2 separate regions of the Mus musculus genome follow, and region 1 is linked to region 2. The links are chromatin contacts, called in public HiChIP or PLAC-seq maps. All regions are on one chromosome and are shown on one strand. Each heading gives the region's core, a stretch centred on a gene start, on an enhancer-like site or on the middle of the called end of the contact. The rest is flanking DNA. Distances are from core to core; before and after follow the strand shown. Region 1 has its middle 67 kb from the start of Grin3a. Region 2 holds the start of Grin3a (glutamate receptor ionotropic, NMDA3A).

Region 1 (7,126 bases), core at 2,921-5,420, 68 kb after region 2:
ATGGATCATTATCAGTAATCAAATTAGTTCAAGACTTGAGAATAAAACAAGATATTGCATAAAGAGAGAATTTTCCAAGAAATTGTATCTCATGATGATGATGATGCATAATGTTATTGTCCATGAAATAAATGTCATAAGAGGAAAGGGAAGAGAGTCAAGTATTTCTAAAAAATTCCAAACAAATGTCAAGGGCGAGTCATTTCTCAGAAACTACTCACACAGAAGAACTGAAAAGCAAGCAAATAGAAAGAGGTCAAAGATGCCATAACCTCATAGTTGACTTCATTGCAGGTTTAGGAGATGTGACTATATTTAACCTGATAATTCTGACAATGACAGCCCTGGCAATAACCATAGACCTCTTATGAACTTTTTAAGTAGGTATGAGCTTACGTCACTACCACTAAGTCACACACATAGTCATTTCTCTCACTTTTACCAGAAGGCTATAAACTTTGACCTATGCACAGGTACTTGGATTTTTAGCATTATTAAACTATATCTGTTCATTTGAGAAATATTATCAGGGAAAATAATTGAAAAAGTTGAATTAGTTGCAGCAACCAAAATGTATATGATGTGTTTTAAATACAATGAAAACACTTCACTAAAATTTATGAAGGAAATTCCTCTATATCTCTAAATAGCCCTATTTCTTTTTATAAGCATAGAAGGAAGTTATTCAAAATTAACATTTGGGGGAGTTATTAAAAGCTTAGGATTTTGGGGAGAGGAAGAGCATTAAGATTTTTGAACTTATCTTTACTCTTTAAAAATATTTTAAGCTCATGGATGAGTTAATTGTCTTAAGAAAATCAACAAGACAGTATAATTCTGGGGCACTGTTTGGTCTCTTTTTTGTTGTTATTAAAATAACTAATTAGTGTGATCTTGGTATTCTTTCAGGACTAGATTTACCACCCTTTAGAAATCTTTCATTTGCATTAATAGGATTTGCCGGAGGTTATCCAATTTCATAGACTTTTGGTATGGTGTATCCTTGGAAAAGATGGGGTATTTTGACAATAGTTAATGGAGATGTCTCTGATGAGTTACTTAGTACAGTGATCGCACATGTGGTCCTATTCCCTTAGTCTTAATCTTGTTCAGTTGCAACTAATTGGCCACTCTCAAAAAACATTCCCGTTGCCAGTACTAAAGCAGGTACCATCTTAACCATGACATGCTAAGTGTCTCATATATGAGTCTGCTAGGCTCTGAGGGGAGTAAACACCCTTATTAAATTTGTATTATTTCCATGTGATAGGATGTCAAACTCAAGAACACTAGATTAAAACCAGCACCTTTATAACACATTTATAGACACGGGTTTTGGAGAAAAATGGTTGGAAAACCAATGAGATCATGAAAGCACAGTTTTTTCCCCTTCCTTTCCAAACCCTTTAGTTCTATGAGGCAAAGATGTTTTTCATAGTCGCTGAAGAGTGTTTTGGCAGTGATATATGAAGGTTAAGAGGTTTGACTTTAGGGTTAGACAGACCCTGGCTACATTCTCTATCTACCACTTAGGAGCTACTTAACCTTGAACAATTTATTTAATCTCTCTGATCCTCAGATTCCCCATCTATAAAATGCAAATATTACCATACTTTATAGCATTGAACTGCAACTAAATGGGCAATTAATTTAAAGCACTTATGCTCAGTTATTGTTGGCTGTTAATATTTTCATCCCTGCACACTTTCTTTAGTTAGGAACACTTAGTTCACATAGTGAGGAGATTTGTACAAAAGTACAATTTAAAAAGCTCAAAACTCAATGATCATAACAGCAATAGACAAAGTCCATTGAATTATTTCAAAGTACTTTATTTTCAGTATCATGTTTGATTTTGCTCAATATTAGACTTCTGTTTAAGATCGGTAAAGAGAGCCATTTCTGTCTAAAATAATGAAACAAACAAACAAACAACAAACAAAACCAATAATAAAATCCAGAAATAATACATAAAAGGTTTTCATAATATTATACATGAAGCCATTAGAAAAGAAGTTGGATTGTTTAGGTGATCCATACCATAATCCTAGCTTTCTAAGGGAATTTCCATGTGATGGTGAGAGGAGTCTCAGTGGACACACAAAGCTGCTTCTTCAACTGAAATGTTACAGCTGAATAGAGACCAAGATTCGTAGGGCAGAGAATCAGAGAGGAGAGAAGGGCCCAGAGAATCCCAGAATTTGAAGAGATCTCCTTTTGAGCATGAAATGTTCACCAGATTGAAGAAATGACATTGTAGACACCATAGATAAAAATGCTAGTGAATTTGAACACATAGAATCAGAGAGAAAAGCATAATAATAAACAGTAATAATGATGCTTAAATAGGGCTTCGGTGAGCTATAGAATTATTTCAAGTTATCTACTGTGTGTATTTAGAGTTCTAGAAAGGAAAACACAGGGAAGTGTTTGACCAAATAAGGAATGAACACTTTCGAAATAGTATAAACATACAAGCCCAAGAAATTCAATGAAGTCCAAACATAAGAAACAGCACACCAAAGCAAATCATAAACAAATATCTCCCCAGCATTCAGCAGAGGAAACGTGACATTATGGATGGAGCTGACTTACATACAGAGAGACAGGAGCAGGTTTCTTATTGAAAGTGCTGCATCTGGGACAAGAACAGAATAATGTATGTTGTGGGAGAAGAAAATTGCCAACCTAGTATATATGTATTTGAAAATCAGTTGAGAAATAGGATCTTTGTATTATAAGAATATAAAAACAAATCCTTGAGGTAGAAGAAAAGTGATAGTATGTGGAAATGTGGATCTAATCAGAAGAATATACTAAATGCTCAAATTAAAGGTAGAAATAGACAGATTGGATGAAAAAACAAGACCTAAGAATATATTGTCGAAATATTATGTGATTGAAACATAAAGACACAAACAATTTAAAAGAGGATAGAAAGTAAGAAACAGCCCAACGTTGGTGGCGCATGCCTTTAATCCCAGCACTCAAGAGGCAGAGGCAGGCGGATTTCTGAGTTCGAGGCCAGCCTGGTCTACAGAGTGAGTTCCAGGACACAGAGAAACCCTATATCGAAAAAAAAAAAAAAAAGAATTCAAATGAAAGATTTTTATAATCTAATAAGGTAAGTGTATTATTAGTGTTTTTATTTATACTGGTCACTGTAGCATAGGTAAGTTTTATACAGAATAAATTATCATGTGACCATATGTAAGCAATAGCTAGCTCAGAAAGATGTTTCTGCCCGGTTATACAATTACTGATTAGAACTAAGGCTAACACTAAAGTAGAAGCCTGTATTCAAAATACTCTTAATGTGTCTAGTTGATAAAAGTAAGTGTTGCAATATGGAATTATCTCTTAATTTTGTTATAAATTTCATTTTACTCAAAGCATACCTATGTACTTATATACCCATATGTATAGACATATATTTTTATTGAATCTCTATATAGCTACAGTAAGACTGTGTGGTATTTCTTAGTTTAAATCCGTTAGTTGCGATCAGAATCTTCTCTTCTCTTTACTTTTGGATTATTCTATGCTTAGCTTATGGTGGCAGAGTGTACCTTGAAGGTGACCTGATGGTCGTAAATTTATGTACTGTGCATTCATTTCGTGACTGGTATCAACAGGCATATTTTGATTGTACTAGATTGGATAGTCTCAGAAAAGGTGTTCTGCACACTATTTCCATCATAACTTTTTGTAATGTTTTGAGTAAATGGTCATATTGTTAAAAAATGAATTTCATTTGATTTACTGTCTTGAATGATTTCCCTTCAATCTTTTTGGTTTATTTATTTTATTTGTATTTAATTTAGGACATGAAACAATAAGTTGTCTTAAAGCATATTTTATACACACGTGAACAATGATAATGGAACTACAGTTGCTCAACTGGTGCAGAATTCACAGAGATTAATAAGAAAGTCACAGCTTTATATCACTTATGTTACTGGGCCCTAAAGAGTTAAATATCAAAACTCCTGAACTAAATCATGCACAGAAAATGCTTAATAGCTATTTGCACAGAAAGAATAGTGGTGACCTTGTTTCTTCTCAATGTATCCATTTTCAATTCAGAGCCAAACTTGAAGCTCCTCTTCCTGCCAAAAAGAAGTGGGATAACCCCCTGTCTATCATAGAACAGAGCAGAATACTGATGTTCTGCCGAGCTCAGGCAGTCAGCCAAAGACTGAGAATTAGACAGCAGAACCTGCTCAGTTGTATTAGGAGAAGCCAGGCTGACTGCCTGTGAAAAGAATAATCTGTAGCAGGCCATTTATTTAATGGTAGCGGGCAGTTTATAAATACTCTTTTATTTAAAGTTAACTCTATTGAGAAGAGAACCAGAATGAAGGCTTCCTGGAGTTAGTGATAGGTAACCTGATGCAAGGAAACGTTCTGTTGCAGACTGGCATGAACCAGAGATGGATAAGACACAAAGACCGGTGACCATCAAGAGCATGGAAGAGCAAAGCTAGCATAGACTAGAATAGGAAATGCTACCTTTTCAAATCAGATGAAGAACTTTTATAGCAAACTAGGGATGATATGCACACAGCCTACATCAGAGCAACTCTGGGATAGAAAGCCAGCAGGAAAATGGAGCAAGCAGACACTGTTCTCACTTCTTTTGGAGATTACAAAGGGAGGAGACGAATTAATAAAATAATCAAAATACAAATGTGAAGTCATAGCTGTGAAAATCCTCCCAGCCTAACATGTTTACTCCAGCTGTCTGTCTGCCTGGAGCACAAAATACATAGCCAGCTGTCTGGGCAATTCTCCCACCTTCCCAAAGTAGTTCATCTATCCAGATTTCTTTCCTAGTCTTCCCACCTACTGTGTCTGACACTACATTTTGATCATGACTATACCACTTTTCAACGTATTACTTGATTTACTAATTTAAAGCATATTTGTCTACATAAGAATAAAAATCTCTTGAAGGAAAGGCATACATTTTGTTATATTTACATGCCCTGGCACTTACATTTTTACTCAACATATTATAGATATTCAGTATGTGTTAAATGTCTGAATTTGTGGGAGTCTATGAGAATGACTCAATTTTTTTTTTTCATGAAGTCAAAGTGAAAAAAATTTTAATTTTACTCCAGAAACATGGTTGCTCTGGCAAGGGATCACATCCAAAGATATGATCTGTCTGGAATGCAGACATGTCATGGAATACAGTATGATCTAGCTGGAACACAGGATGCCTTAGTACACACCTTTAATTCTTAACAGTGAAGGTAAGGTTAATTTGTAGAAGAAAGCAGCCAAGTTTGAGAGTGATGCCTACTTAAGAGGCAGAACACATGATGAATCAGAGAAAGATTTAACAAAATGAGTAAGAGATAGGATACTCGAGCAGCAGAGGAAGGAACTTTAGAGCAGGGGGGTGTGGTATGTGTGGTGCAAGGTGGGTAGGATGTGTGTATGTGTATGGCAGTTTTACAAAGACAGGTAGCAGAGAGAACAAATTAGACACAGGCGAAGACAAAATGATCCAGAGAATGAGAAGAATCATAATATTAGAACATATTGCTAAAGTTGGTGTGAAACCAGGGAGAATAATTTAGTTAGAAGCATGAGAAGCCAGACTAAATCTGTCAGCTTGGAAGAGTAGGTTGTAAAGAGGCTAGAAACTTCCAGGCCTAGGGATAGTTAAAACAGAGAAGAAAATGCCTGGGCTCAGGCCAAACCATGTAATCACACAGCTTAGGTTCAGCTCTTATCTCATCACATCATCTGAGAAAATAAAAGGACACTTGATAGGACCCTGATATAGCTATCTCTTGTGAGGCTATGCCAGTGCCTGGCAAGTACAGAAGTGGATGCTCACAGTCATCTATTAGATGGAACACAGGGCCTCTAATGAAGGAACTAGAGAAAGTACCCAAGGAGCTAAAGGGGTCTGCAACCCTATAGGAGGAACAACAAGATGAACTAACCAGTACCCCCTCTCCCCCCCAGAACTTGTGTTTCTAGTTGCATATATAGCAGAGGATGGCCTAGTCGGCCATCAATGGGATGAGAGGCCCTTGGTCTTGGGAAGATTATATGCCCCAGTACAGGGAAATGTCAGGGCAAGGAGGCAGGAGTGGGTGGGTTGGGGAGCAGGGCAGGAGGGGGAGGGTATAGGGGGCTTTCGAGATAGCATTTGAAAAGTAAATGAAGAAAATGTCTAGTAAAAAAATAAAAGGACATTCACAGCAAAGAATTAAGCAACATACCCTCAAATTCAACCCAAGCCTTAAACAATATGACAGTCTACATCTAACTCTTTGCTTCAGTGCTAATATTCAGATTCTGAACAACTTTGAAGAGTATTATCTTAAGCTGGTCTATTTTTTTGTCTTAGAGACAAGTTTTATATACATTCAACATTAGGCACATAAAAATATGTTGTGGATTTCGTGACAAACTTGATGTTGCCATGGTCCCTCATTTTCTCCCTTTCTCTGGATCTAGAACACAGCATCCTTTTCAAGGCTGTTACTTGCTTCCCTCTATTGCTATTTTTCGAAGTTTCAATTTACAGAATGTTTTCCAAATTTGCAAAGAATATTTGAAATCCATTGTTACAGAAATTTCTGCTTACATGTTTTGATCCCTCTATACTAGTGGTTCTCAGCCTAATGCTGCCACCCTTAATACAATTCCTCATAGTGTGGGGATCCTCTACCATACAATTATTGTATTGCTACTTCTTAACTGTAATTTTGCTACTGTTGTAAATTGTAATGTTAGTGAATACGTAGGATGTCTGGTATGCTACCCCTGTGTGGGTCTCGACCCACCGATTGAGAATCACTGTCATAGTGGTTCTCAGCATATTGTTGAGCATTGGTTACTTGCCAGCATCTGGGGATTTATAAATGGGAGGACACAGATCCTCAAGGAGTTGCTGAGCTCTATTAGCCTTGGAATGGAGCCATTAGAAATGCTTCATTGCAGCCTAAATTCTGGGCCAATCATGTATAAGTGTTGTCATAATTTAAAGAAGCCGGGGAAAGCACAATTCACTGGCTAATAATGATTTCCCCTCCCCTTTCTCTAGTGGCCCCATTTACACTTAAAGAGTTCACTGCAGAAATTGAATGTAGATATCACT
Region 2 (7,319 bases), core at 919-3,418:
CCCCTTAAAAAACTAAGTCATTATTTGTTTATTCTTAAATAAAGAGAGCAGAAATGGGCTCTTTACAGCGATCACATGTCCAGCCTCTGAGCCCACACAATGTAGAAGGAAGGTGGGGGCAAAGAACCCACAGATGAGTCTCCTCATCTTTTGTACTCTCGGTAATTCCAGTGGTTTCCATTTGTAAGACTGCCAGCCACGGTGGCTTCTGTACTAGTTGCAGACTTTTACATTTACTGAAGGGAAGCCAGAGGGACGTGCTTTTCCTTACACCACAGAGCCCTGGCACGCCTCTGGAAGAAGTAAAAAAGACCAGCTGCTGCTTTTTCTGTTACAGGTTTTCTGAATGCCCTTTGGGAGTTTAAGACAGTGGCAAGTCTGGGGCCCCACCCCTGTTCCTCACTCCAGTGTAGAACCCTTGATCACTGTCCACGGTTCTGAACCTTAAGTTTCAGGTGTCTGGAACCCACTAGATTTCTCATAGCTTGTCAAAACATGACTGCCTCCCGCCCCCACCACATATCATCTCCACTTTCTTCCTTCCATCTGTGACCCCTCCCCCACCCCCAACTTCGCATTTTATTTCTGCCTGCTTTTAAAATGTCTTACTCTATTTCAACTGAAGTCCTCTAACCTACCGCCTAGGGACATAGTCCAAGCCTCAAACATCAAAGTTAAAAAACAAACAAGCCAACAAACCCAGGCTTCCCCCACACTCTTCCTCCCCTTCTGGTCCCGACTCCCAGCAGCGCACAGCACTCCACGCACCAGACTCCTCTCACCTGACTCTCCCGCGGAAACTCGTGGCGCACTATGCTGAGCACTGGGATGTGCAGGACAGAACTGACCAAGTCCAGCTCCATCATTTCGCCCTGGCTCTGGGGGAAGGCCAGCAGCGCTGAAACCCCTTGTACCACTACGGTGTGGCACACGCTCTGCAGAAAGGAGAAAGGGTCACTGCTCCACGGTGAGCTTGGGGAAGAGAAAGGCATAAGTGGCAGGTCGCCCAGGCCCGCCTCGATGGCCATCACTACTTCCAAAGACAGGTTGTAGGGAAGGAGCCCTTCCACACGGTTCAGGTTTTCCACAGCGAACAGTAGGGCATCCCGCGGCCACAGGGTCTCGGTCCCGGCGCCCTCCCCGAGCTTGCGGGAGCCGGGTGGACCCCGGCCATGCAGGGCGCTCCCCAACCAACGTGCGCCTTGCGAGGGCGCCGGTGGCCGCCACGTCCCCGACTCTGGCTCATCCCTCTGGGCACCCGCCCTGCCGCCGTCCTGAGCGCGACTGGCTGCGCGTGGGGCCGTGGTCCAGGGTTGCAAGTGCACCGCGCCCACCCTCACCGCGTGTCCGATGCGCTTGAGGATCTGGCAGGGTTGCGGGTGCGAGGAGGAGCTGGGCACCCCGGCCAGCACCAGTGCACAGGGCGGAGGCAGCAACAGACAGACCCTGCTCAGCAGCCACCACAAACTCAGTCTCCTCATTACTGAGACCCGCTGGGAGAAAGCGCGCCCCCTCCTGCGCCCGGCTCTTCCCTCTGCAGCCGCCGCCGGAGGTCTCCGCCGCCTGAGGTCTCTGCCTCCAAATCCTGAGCGCAGCTTCCCTAGACGCGGCGAAGTGGTCACAGGAGCCGGACCGCTCCCTGGGCATTCCAAGTTGCAGCCTAGCGGACGCCGGGCAGTGTCGGATGCGGTTCCAGGGCTCCTCCGCCTAGCATCCTCCGCAAGCGCCGCAGGCCGGTTGGCCAGCGCGGGTCACCCGTGGCTTGAGCTCCGGGTCCCTGTCCACCCCATCTGCAGGGCGCCTGGGGCGCAGCGTCTGGCCCCGCGAGAAGCCGCCAGACTTGCAAGGGGGCGGCAGTGACAGAGGAGCTGTACTCTCACTTGGCTGGCTTCTTTTCTCTTGCTGTTCAGTTCAGGAGACACCCACTTATTTACTGGGGTGGCAGAGGAGAGGGCGTTCACGCACGGGGTGCGGAAAAGCAGCTGCCGAACCTGCTTCCTTTCCCCGCCGGCCACCTTACCGCGGGCTCCCCCAGCGCCTGGTTCATTTTCCCCTCTTCCCTTTCTACTTCCTCTCTTCCTTTTTCTGCCGGGCTTTTCGCCCAGGCGCCACTTCCGCGGCTTCCTTGGAGGAGCGACACAACTGGCCAGCGAAGGGTGGTTCTGTTCTGAGCGCCAAAGTTCTCCCCGCCTCAGCCGGCGCCTCCCAGTAGCAGAGCCCTGGCGCCAGCCTGTCGCTTGGCTGCGCTAAACGCCCACTGATGGTGAGATTCTCCTGCCGCACAGTCCCGCGCCCCTGCAAAGTCCTCGCCCCTCAAACGCAGAGTCTGTAGTTGGCACAATTCCCTTTGGCGGATGTACGCAAAGACAGCCTGGGGGATTTCTGAATTCGGAGTCGGTACTGAGAGATCTGAAGCCTAATGGGTCACAGGGACCGGTTAAAAGCCACTGTGACTTTAAGGAGTATCCCTTGGCGACACCACTCTAAAGGGTTTTTCTAGTCCAGAGTATTAAAGCAAGAATTATTTACACATCTGATTTCTTCTTGCTTTTCTTTGGCAGAGGAGCTTATGCGTTTTTAAAGGGGTCTTGTTTTTTTGATTCTCGGGATAAAAAACGTGGATTCAAAGCGATTCAAGAAGTTAAAGAGCTGGCCACCAGGCCTCACAACTGCATTTACATCCCCAGGTCCTTTAAGATGGAAAGAGACAATTGACTCAAGAAAGTTGTCCTCCAACGTGCACCCCTGCGTGGCAAGATTCACGTGCTCACATCCATCCCAGACATAAAATAAATAAAATGCAATAAAAGTACTTTCAGAGCTTAAAAAGCCTTCACCAGTTGTCCGTAGTATATAGACCAAGAGTGTCCAGGTTGTAGTTTCTTGTGAGTTATTTCATTTATACAGCAACCCAGGGGTCAATGAGCCTATTATCTAAACTTTCTCCCCATTTAATAAGTGACATCAGAAAAAACGCAAAAGGGTTAAGGAAATCTTATGGATGCCACACATATTGCAAATTGACTACTTTTTATGTTACAGGAATCATTCATGAGGAGGGTGGGGGAGATGACTACGTGACTAACAGCATTGGTGATCAGCAATACTGAGTCCAATATCACCTCTGGAGAACTGTGACCTCGGCAATTTATTTGACCTGTCCTTGCCCTGTTGTTTGGAGCTGCTAAATTACTATGTAAATACATCAAACCTTTAGCTCTAAAAAGTTGTTTTGATTCTTGAGTTTAAGTTTCCACCATGTTTTAAATTTTGGGATAATGAAACTATAGACAAATAAAATTCTTGAGAACCTGGCAAAGAGAAGACTCTTTGTCTCAGCACAAAGTAAGTTTTGTAAGATGGAGTTGCTTCAGGGTTAAAAAAACTTCCACCATTGGGAAGTAAACGCTTAATGGGGGCTAAATCAGAATAGAAAGCCCCTGTTCTCTCTTGAGGTCAGAGAGAGATCAAAGCTCTGTCAGCAATCTCCTTTATCCCAGAGTACCACATTGCTTGAGATACAAAGTATAGTGTAGAATGTGTGGTCCTTGCACGGCAGGGACTTGAGGCTCTCACCCGTGCCGTTAGGAGGAGCTGGAGTATGTGTATGGAAGACTAAGGAGTGCCTATAACTGTGACTCTGCATAGCAACCGTTAGCACCATGGCATTGCATGTGTGCTCAGATGAAGTTCCTCAGAGAGTAGGTGTTGATAGAGAGTAGCCTGGCCTGACTGGGAAAGGTTTTGTTGGATTCACTTTGGGCATTAGGCTACTTACAAGTTCATCATGGCCGTGAGAGTGTGGCTGACCTGGTTATTCTCAGATGAGCTGCATAGTTCTGAGCTTGGTACTGACGGAGCCCTGGTGGAAGCTTGTGAACTGGAAGAAGAGCTCTTCCTTTTCTGTTTTCGAGTCTCCCCAGGTCCTTTCTACTCTGCGTCATTCCTTTTGGTGTGTTTGTGTGTGTGTGTGTGTGTGTGTGTGTGTGTGTGTGTGTGTGTGTCTATGTACGTGTACACATCTGTGTTAGCTCAGGTGGAGGCCAGAGGTCACCCTCTGCTTTGTGCCTCAGAAGCATTCTAGCTTGTCTTGTCTTTGGGACAAAGTCTCTCTCAGTGAGACCTGGAACTCAATGATAAGGCTAACCTGGATGGCCATTGAGATCCTTGGTATTCTGTCTCTCTTTCCTACTGTTGGTATTAAAGGTGCATGCTACCATGCCATGCCTGGTTTTTTAGAGTAGATTCAGGAGACTCAGGCCCTCGGGCTTCAGTGACAAGCACTTTACAGAGGAGCTTCTCCCCAGCCCCTGTGCTATTCTTCTTCTCTGTCCTCCTTTTGCCACCTGGTTCTCTTGTCACTGCAGAGCAACTCTGACATTCTTCTTTTCGCCTTTTCTTATCTCTCCTCTTTCCCTTCCCCTTCCTCTCTTTTTCGTGCCTACAAGACCATAATTTTAAAAACCCTTTCATTACTCAATAATCAGTTAGTAAAACCTACTGTGCACAGGCATAAGGCTATCCTGGGATTAGGTGATTTAATCCCAGTTAGAATAAATGAATTCTCTGCCTTTTCAGACTAAGATTGTTAATAACTCCACAGAGTGCTAAATATTAGTTTATGAACTAATGGAACAGAAGGACAACAAAGAACACAATCAAATACACACAGGACATGCTGTCTTGTGCTCAGGAGGAAAAAAAAGCCCACAGGAATAGAAGGGAAGTGAGCTGTGATTTTTAGAAGGCAAAGCCAGGGAAAACCCCCAAGAACATACCTTTTGAATAAAGAGATAAAGGGAGGTGAGGCAGTGATTTGTGAGAATGATGGAGCAAGGAGTCCCAAGGGGAGGAAAGAGCAATGGAGAGGGTTCTTAGGAAAGGGTTCTTTTTATTTTTTTCCTTTTTTTATTGGGTATTTATTTCATTTACATTTCCAATGCTATCCCAAAAGTCCTCCACACGCTCCCCTACCCACTCCCCCAGGAAAGGGTTCTTATGCAGAAATGTTTCTGGGGTATTTGAATAAGAGTGAAGGATCCAAAGAGCCAGAGCAAGACAACTCACAGCAGTCACAGTGGGGGCTGTTAGAGCAGAAAGGCTCAAAGGAAGAGGCAGGCAGTGAAAACCAACCAGGAGGTGTGGCTCTGGTCTGCATAGGGTGACAGGTGTGACTGCAAGACACTGGGCAACAGAGTCAGTGGCAGGGCTAATTTTTGTTTTCTTTTGAGACAGGGTCTTAAGACTTCTGTAGCCCAGGCTGGACTCAAGTCAAACAATCCTCCTGCTTTCCCTCGCATCCTTAGTGCTGGGATTACAGTCATCTGTCACGATGCTCATGAGGACTAACGCAACAGGATCCCTCTAGATGTTCTTTTAATGGTACATGGAAGGTAGGCAAGATATCTGATGTGAGCAGTTGCAATAATGTACCTGAGAGACAACATTCTTGCTAAGTCCCATAATCTTGTCTGGCTAGGGTGATTATTCTTCACATATGGGGAATTGGGTTTGAGGACTACTGGACTGCTGACAGGTCTTCGAAGTGCTGTGAGGGGCAGTGTACTTTTAGCATTGGAGGTTCATTCCAGCTGCAGGGTTGGTAGCAAATCAGAGCTCACATTTGGCTCTGCCAGAGAAGACTTTGTTTATAATCTGATCCAGAATGAGAAGTAGTGATCTAAGAACCCACGTTGGAAGTCAAACAAACAAAACAAATCTAAGTGCTCAATTTAAAATGTGTCCCATGCACATCTGTGCTTTCTGGTGCCAGCTATGGTTATAGTGAAAGCTGTGACATTCTGGAAGTGGCCCAGGGAAGGTTCCAGGGAAGAATGCTGTGGAGAATCAGGGTTGGATCCCCTCTCTGCAGCATTTCCCTGTGGGTATGACATTTCGCCTCCCAAAGCTAGAGTTTCATCCTTTCTGCATTGGTTGTGGTGACAGCTCCTGACAGTTTTCTGTGTAGAAACGGCAGCATGCAAACTCATGCAAACCTCAAGCTTCTTGGAAATGGGAGGCTTATTTGCACATTTATTATAGTTTGTAAAACTATTCTTTTCTTACCCCTTATATACTGAAAAATATCTAGGTGTAGCCACACCTAGTTTTGGTGATGTTATTATTTTAAATAAGTGGCATTCATTTTAAATGGCATGTTCCCAACTACAGGTTTGCCTGTAATAAAATACTAACTTGTAGGATTTTTGTTGTTGTTGTTGTTGTTTTCTGTTTTTTAAACGGGGCAGGAGTAGTTGATTAGTATTGAGGAGTCTGGAGTATCTGGAGCCGAATACCCAAGGTGGTGAGGGTTATGGCAAGTCAGGACAGAGAGACAAGGAGGACACTGAAGATAGTGAAGCCCAGGAGGAACCTTGGTTTCTCTTCTGAATAGGATAAGAATCAAGAGTGGAGGCTAGATCAGATGGGGCGGGGGTTTGCAGCGGTGCATATGAGAGAGGTAATTCTCCCACTTTACCATTTGAACTGAGGAATGGGAACCACATGAGAAATGCAGAGTTACTGCTCAAATCACCATATGCTGAGGTGAGGAATGGTGTGGCTTCAGCGTTCCAAGTTCATCCTGGCTGTATCCTTGGTAATAAGAACAATCACATCTTATTATCTAGATGAAAAACTGCCTATCTATTGCTAATGTTTAGCCTCTACTCTTCTATACCATTGCCAGCAATACCAGCTTCTTCATTTCCAATCATTATGGTATATTTATGGGAATCTTTCAGAACGAAGCCTGTAAACAAAACCAACAAACAAATGCTGTAGAGAATAGGATAATAGAATTTTAGGAGAGAGTGAGTCTAAGAAAACAAAAACAAAACAAGAAAAAGCTCCAATCAGATCACTTTAGAGAAACAGGTCCAGAGAATTCGTCACTGAAGATCTTAGCTGTTCTCTTCTGTACGATACCTTGTACCATTAGTACCTTAGACCACTGTCCCAATCCTGACATCACTCATTCTTACTTAAATGCAAGTGATTTTCTTGATTTGGGGACCATCAACCTACCATACATTAACATAAACAATTCTTATAATCGTAACATCTTATCAAGAATGTGGTGAAGGGAAAAGAAGGCAGAGTTCATTATGAGGGAATTTGGGATAGGAGAGGTGTTAAAGGGAAATTTTCAGAAGAGTTCAAGATTTGTGAGATCATCATTTTAGAGGACTTTAGTTTGAGTGACTTCTACATGCCTGGGATATTCCACAGATGATCAAAGGAGGATCTTGCTAAAGGGGTTTTGAAAAGCCTGAGGAATTGGAAATAGGAGAGAAAAAGAATTTAGACCTGAAGGTAAA

What was found. HiChIP or PLAC-seq counts read pairs in DNA pulled down with a chosen protein or histone mark.
Region 1: an H3K27ac HiChIP or PLAC-seq map of neural progenitor cells shows a contact between it and region 2, with 2.6 times the contacts expected there. The contact joins the enhancer-like site here to the promoter of Grin3a in region 2. A contact is called at or near these places in 6 of 39 promoter capture datasets (the HPC-7 cell line, cranial neural crest, embryonic stem cells and 3 more), 1 of 484 Hi-C or Micro-C datasets (trophoblast stem cells), 2 of 115 datasets of contacts at active chromatin or transcription factors (embryonic stem cells and neural progenitor cells) and 2 of 9 other capture datasets (embryonic stem cells and liver).

Annotation. Positions count from the first base shown.
Region 1 is chr4:49,909,656-49,916,781 of GRCm38.p6, forward strand. No RefSeq gene overlaps it. Among named protein-coding and RNA genes, the nearest start is that of Grin3a, 67 kb to the left of the region's middle. Within about 2 kb of position 4,171, at least 31 of the 459 cell types and tissues checked have an H3K27ac peak or open chromatin away from gene starts, as enhancers often do. A contact at or near this core is called in neural progenitor cells, where this site is marked.
Region 2 is chr4:49,843,601-49,850,919 of GRCm38.p6, forward strand. Grin3a (glutamate receptor ionotropic, NMDA3A) reads right to left here and starts at 2,169. Exons shown (of 9, transcript NM_001033351.2): 1 at 783-2,169. The coding sequence starts at 1,481.